2 separate regions of the Zea mays genome follow, and region 1 is linked to region 2. The links are chromatin contacts, called in public Hi-C maps. All regions are on one chromosome and are shown on one strand. The core of a region is the stretch at or near the end of the contact, and the rest is flanking DNA. Distances in the headings are between cores, read along the strand shown. Region 1 overlaps LOC100191678 (S-adenosyl-L-methionine-dependent methyltransferase superfamily protein). Region 2 holds the start of LOC103653996 (tetraspanin-6).

Evidence for each region. A called contact is a pair of places that touch in the nucleus more often than the background predicts.
Region 1: a contact with region 2 is called in a Hi-C map of leaf, with 7 times the contacts expected there. The contact joins the enhancer-like site here to the promoter of LOC103653996 in region 2. A contact is called at or near these places in 2 of 25 Hi-C or Micro-C datasets (ear and leaf).

Annotation. Positions count from the first base shown.
Region 1 is chr4:167,900,641-167,903,702 of Zm-B73-REFERENCE-NAM-5.0, reverse strand. LOC100191678 (S-adenosyl-L-methionine-dependent methyltransferase superfamily protein) reads left to right here. Exons shown (of 17, transcript NM_001137107.1): 16 at 473-960; 17 at 1,051-1,295. The coding sequence ends at 1,090. Among protein-coding and RNA genes, the nearest start is that of LOC100191678, 8.6 kb to the left of the region's middle. Within about 2 kb of position 1,517, at least 18 of the 20 cell types and tissues checked have an H3K27ac peak or open chromatin away from gene starts, as enhancers often do. A contact at or near this core is called in ear and leaf, where this site is marked.
Region 2 is chr4:167,737,207-167,739,938 of Zm-B73-REFERENCE-NAM-5.0, reverse strand. LOC103653996 (tetraspanin-6) reads right to left here and starts at 1,288. Exons shown (of 3, transcript XR_004857869.1): 1 at 381-1,288; 2 at 81-144. LOC103653997 (clustered mitochondria protein) reads left to right here and starts at 1,322. Exons shown (of 29, transcript XM_008680820.2): 1 at 1,322-1,603; 2 at 1,892-2,121; 3 at 2,598-2,659. The coding sequence starts at 1,896.

The DNA.
Region 1 (3,062 bases), core at 268-2,767, 160 kb before region 2:
GCAGCAATTTTCGAAAGACAAATCATAGTGTTCTCTAAGTATAAAGTTGCATGTTGACCCCTCGAAGGTTTTGTTGTATTTGTTTTGGCAAATAATTAAACTGGGCACTTGCATGTTGGATTGGTTATAGTGCATTGGATCTGAAGTCTCTTATATATGGACTCTAATTGTAACATTTGTTCTAAAATAATTGACATCCTAGAAATGAATGCATGCGTTCAGTTTTTAAAGTTTTACCGCTTGTGTACAGGAAATAATTATATATTTTTACATGAAGATTAGTATCGAGCATCACAAAATATAATTTGATAACATCCAAACATTGTAATTTCATCAATGTTGTTAATATATAATTTTTGAAGAGTAATTTGAAAAATTTGCGCAGGTGAGATCCTAAAAAGAACACACAGGACAGAGGTAGTATTTTAGAGCATCTATTGACATGCCATGTTTTTTGTGCTATTCCATACAGCTGAAAAAGTTAAGCAATACAATCCCGGTGACTTCTGAGCAGCCTAAAGCGTCCGAAGGAGCAGCTGAGAAGGCCGATGGAGAAGATGAGAAAGTTATTTCTAATGAACAGGAGACAGCTGTTCCTGGTAAAGATGAAAAAACTGTGCAGATGATAAATCATAAAAAGAGTAAGGTGACTAATAAAAGAACAAGTGTGACCAAAGAGGCTGGAGGGCATAAACGTGAACCTAATAGGTCAGGAAAGCATCTCAATAAAAATAAGGATACCGATACCAAGGAAGTTGATGGCCCTGAAAGCACTGAAACAAATGGAGATGGGAAAGAAGAGCAACGTGAACAAACCAAGCAAACGAGCCACAAAAGGAAGATAGATTCTGTTAAAACTAAAAAATCTGGCCCTGTGAGCTTCTCGGGTGTTCAAGAGAAGAATCAGGTGAGTGGCAAGAAGACAAAAAGGAAATGGCAATTCAAGCTGAGGCGAGACTGGTAAGAATTATTTGACATGTCATTTTCACTTCCTATCGGTATTTGTCTCATATCATCGTTTTCTCATATGTGTTGGTATTTTTGTGACAGGGAAGCTGAAAAGAAAGGTACCAAGAGGAGTAAGGTATGAGTATTCAGATATCCACAAATCCCAATGAAATTTGATGCGCTGGGCAACAAACAATTTTGACCAAGCATGGGTTTGCACCCAGGATTTTTTTTTGGATGTACGAAATAGCGATTGTAATTTGTTGTATTTTATTCGATGTGCGTGTAGACGAGTGACATATCTGTCAGTGGGAACTGAAGCAAATTATCTTGATGAATGCCATGTGAATCCTGCTGCTTAAATATGTCAAATTTTAGTTTCTAGTGCTTATCTCCCAGAAAATATGCTGTTGTTTGTGTTGTTTCTGCTGGCGCGATCGGCCTGCTCGTACCTGTTGGAGGGACGCACGCGTCTGCATCCCGACGACGGCGAAAGAAAATGCAGAGTGGACTGGATGGGCACGAAGGCCCACCACGGCCCTGCGTTGCCGATCCTCCTGCCTCCACTGCTACGCGAACGCGATGTCGCTCGCCGTCGCAGCTGGAAGCTTCTCTGGAGGAATTCATTCACACACGCTGTCGTGGACCTCGAGCTTCGCTTTCACTGCCTCTGTGCAGTGCGCCAGTGCTGCTGCGAACGCATGCGAACCAATGACAATGAGCACATGCGATTTATTTGGCCCTGACTGACATGGAAGCAGCAGCGACACACCTTTGTTGCTCCGCGGATGCTTCCTGGTGAGCGGCGCATGCAGCATGTGCCCGGCACATGCTCTGCCTCTCGGCGTGGCAAATTAAAGCCAGGGCAGCTTTATTTCAATGAAATAGCCGGAGGGGAGTAGCTGCTGCAGTGCAAGCCTGGAGCGTTGAAACAGTCATGGATCGGTGCACGAACGCCGTGGATTTGGTCTGAGATGGCGTCAACAGAGCCGCATGTGCGCGCGCCTGTGCATCCGTTGATCTGCAATCTGGCTGCGTGACAGTCTTTTGCCTAGGATTCTAAGGCTATGGCAGTACAAAACACCGTTATATTGTAGTCTGTAGTTTGAAATAATTAATGTGATGGATAAGACTAGTAGAGATAGTCTATGGCGATAGTAAAACTCAAATGGATTCGATGGAGCAGCAACGGACATGTGTCGAGGAGTTGACCGGAAGACCAAAGAGATCGGTTGATTGACCGTGGGTGGCACTTAATGACATCCTAGAGAATCGGAGTTCATTTGCATCGAAATCATCTTTTCGAGGAGAGATTTTGGGCTCCAAGGACTGTACAACCGGCTAGGATGGTTTAAGTAGTACTCAAAAAAGGTCACACTAGTGTGAAATGTAAACTGGCCAAGCCGACCGAAACCATCTAGGTTGTAGTTTAGTTTTGATAACTAATGACAGTGCAATATTATTGTGACTAACATATGTTTTAAAGGGATAGGTAAAATATGTCACAATAATAAAAAGTTTGGAAGAAAAAAAAAACAAATAAAAATGGTTGACAATACAACTTGGACAATTATAGTAGCACCGAACATGTCATTTACTTCACCGGATAACACATCCGATGGAAAATGTGTCTTATGTAGTTTTAGACTAGTAGCTAACGCGCGCACTGCGCGCGTGTGACAACGTGCAAGATTTATAATTTACGCAACAATAGGATTTTGGAAAGTGACAAACGCTAAAATAAATAAAAAAAATGCTGATAAAAAAAGATACCAACCTATCAAGTTTGTATGAGCTATTCCTTTTATCAATTTTGGACATAACTTCACTAAGAACAAATAAAAAATGGAGAAAGAAAGAAGACCGAAGAAACCATAAAACTCAGATGCATGTAAGAATAAGAAATAAAGTAGCGTATCACCTATTTGCTTGATCATGTGCTTCTTTAGTAAACCAACACGTAGAAGTGCATCATGCTAATCAGGAACCTTACTACCAAAACACGCAATACACTTTTATGCTTGGCATATATGGATGCAGGTCAGAGTACCTTTGCAAGCCAAGAAGTGGCAAATGCTCCTCTTTTCAAGAGTCATTTGGTCAACTGGGTAATG
Region 2 (2,732 bases), core at 39-2,538:
ACCACAGGGGCTAATAACACATACAGATCCCAAGTGTTATTTTATCTTTTACCATAGAAGATTGGATCAAAATATCATACATGCATTGAGAAGCTACAGCTAGCCTAGTAGATCTGTTCTCTTCTACCACCCCATCATCGCCACCTACAGCAAAAAAAGCACATATAAAGCAGCGTTAAAAACCATAGAAAACAAACAGGCATAAAAGCACATAGATTCATGTTTTGTTTTGGTCATGGGATTGTTTACTGCCCAATAAGGTTATCTTCAGCGGTCCTACTAATCACATCTCCTATTTTAAATTTTACTCTACAAACAATAAGAGGCGATAAATGGGAAAGCAGAGAGAGTAAACAACAGAACTCTCTATCTTAGAGTACCAGTAGTCCCAGCGTGGGTTTATCTTGGACGTTTGGTTTACCCCGTATGGGTACTGGGACCGGGAGTGGCGAGCGTTCCTGAAGGCACAACACCCGCATGAGCAGATGCAGACGAGAGCGGCGAGCACGGCGACGTCGAGCACAAAGATCTTGTGCCAGTCTTGGCGCACCTGCTCCATCACGCCGGCCCTGCACGAGTCGCACCGGTAGCAGAGGATGTCCGGGGCGTTCCACCGGTAGCAGTCCTCGTCCTGCGCCCCGACTGGCATGCCTCCGCTGTACTGGCACGCCGTCGGCGGCTTGCAGCAGCCGGACTGCTCGTACGGCCGCCGGTCCTTCTGCTTCTCCTCCTTCTCCTGCTCGCGCTCGTCGGAGGCTGCGCCAGTCGAACACGTACGACTGCCGGTCCTTCTGCTTCTCCTCCTTCTCCTGCTCGCGCTCATCCTCCGACGAGCCCTCGCCGCTGCGGTCGTCGGCCTCGTGCCTGCTCCGCTCTTGCCGCTTCTCCCGCTCCTCCTCCCTGCACTGCTCCAGGCACCGAGGGCGCTGGTGCCAGGGCCGGTCCTCGCACCGCCGCACGTCGTGTGAGGGGGAGTAGGGGAAGGGGATGAGGTGCAGGGAGCGGAGCGTGCGGCGGCTCCCCAAGGCGTCGCTGCCCAGAAGGGGGAGAGGAAGCGTCGTATCAGGGGGGGAAAGGGGATGAGACGCTGGTTCTGGAAGTCGTATCAGGGGGGAAAGGGGATGAGGCGCTGGTTCTGGAAGCGTCGCGGAGGCCAGTTTCCGTCCGTGGAGCTTTGAGCGGAGAGCTTTACGAGCGAGATGAGACATCAACCGGTGATTGACGATCGGACGGTTCAAAAAAATTTTGACGACGTGGATGGCCTCATCATTGCCGTTTCTGTTCGGCTTTAATATATAGGAAATATCTAATTTTAATAACTACTTTTAGACATGACCAATGCCCTATGCACAATATGCTGCCACAGTCTAAGCTGGTGCATGCGCAGCGATGGCCGACGGAAAGAAAAATAAGGAAAAGAAGCAAACCAACGCGAGCGTGTGACCCAGACTGGCAGACTCCCAGTCGCAGAGGCCGCACGAGAGATTAGGATGGTCTGCCCATCCGTATAAAAGGCGCGGCCGGCGATTGCAGCCCCCTCCGTCCTCGTTCTCGTCTTCGCGCCGCCTCTCATCTTCCGTGAGCCGAAGCTTCGGCGGCGGCGGTAGGTTACTCTCACTTCCCAACCAAATCCCCTTTATATGAACGCTGTTTTGATCGAATCCATCTTGGCTGGGCGTCCCGCTGAGGTGGAGGAGTCTCGATTGGTGAGAGGGTTTAGGGTTTTGATCCTCCAGCAGATCGTGAGTTCGGCTGATATTTTGTTGCGTTGTGGTTATGTAGAGCTGGCGATGTATATCTCTCTTTAGAGAGCCATGGTGTATGCTGTTATGTGAATTTGTATTTTTTTGGCCTAATTAGATTTGTTGATGTCGGTTTCTGCTTAAAGCAGGAATATGGCGGGGAAAACCAAGGGTGGGAAGAACAAAGGAAAGGCGCAGGGCGCTGGTCAGTCCGCCTCTGCTGAGCCAGAGGTGCCGGCGACTGACGGAGCCGAAGTGGTGAATCCAGAGAATGGGGAAGTAAACGAACCCCCCGTCACGGAGGATGGTGTGAAAAATGTTGAGAAAGGAGACGGGGATGCCCTGGAGGTTGTGCAGCCTGCAAGAAAGCCAGCTGAAGGTGAGGCTATGGTTTCTTTACTTATTCACTGATCACTGACACTGACATGCTGCAGTTGTATTGTATTGCTTGAATAGTAATATGGTGAACACGTTTGGACATTGTGTTTTATCTGGGTACAGTTGGACAATATACTTTTGATCTAGTATGTTCTTTGGCTGAATTTATGCTGATTGCTGAATGAGTGACATGTCTGCTCCTTTGTTGTTTTGTATGCTGTGCTTACACTAGTGATTTTGGATAAATGTATTGAAAATACTAGTGCTTTGTAGTGATCTAGTTTTTCTGGCCAAGCTCAGTTAGAGTAATCATCTACATCAGATTACACGTTTCAGTTGGACTGTTAGAACTTTCATATATGTAATTTAGGATGCTGTATTGTTGTTGTTTTGCCTGAAAAACCTTGCCTGCATGCTTTTAAATGGAGAAAATTCCTGTGAATGTGCTGCTGCTTTAACAATTAATCATTCAAGCAGGAGAGCTTCATCTATACGCTGTTCCTGTCAGGACACAATCAGGTGAAAAGCTTGAGCTGCAGGTAACTGTAAATAGTTTTCTTTCCTTGTCTATTCAACTTTACTAGTTCTGTGTGTTTCATGGTATGCTGTTAT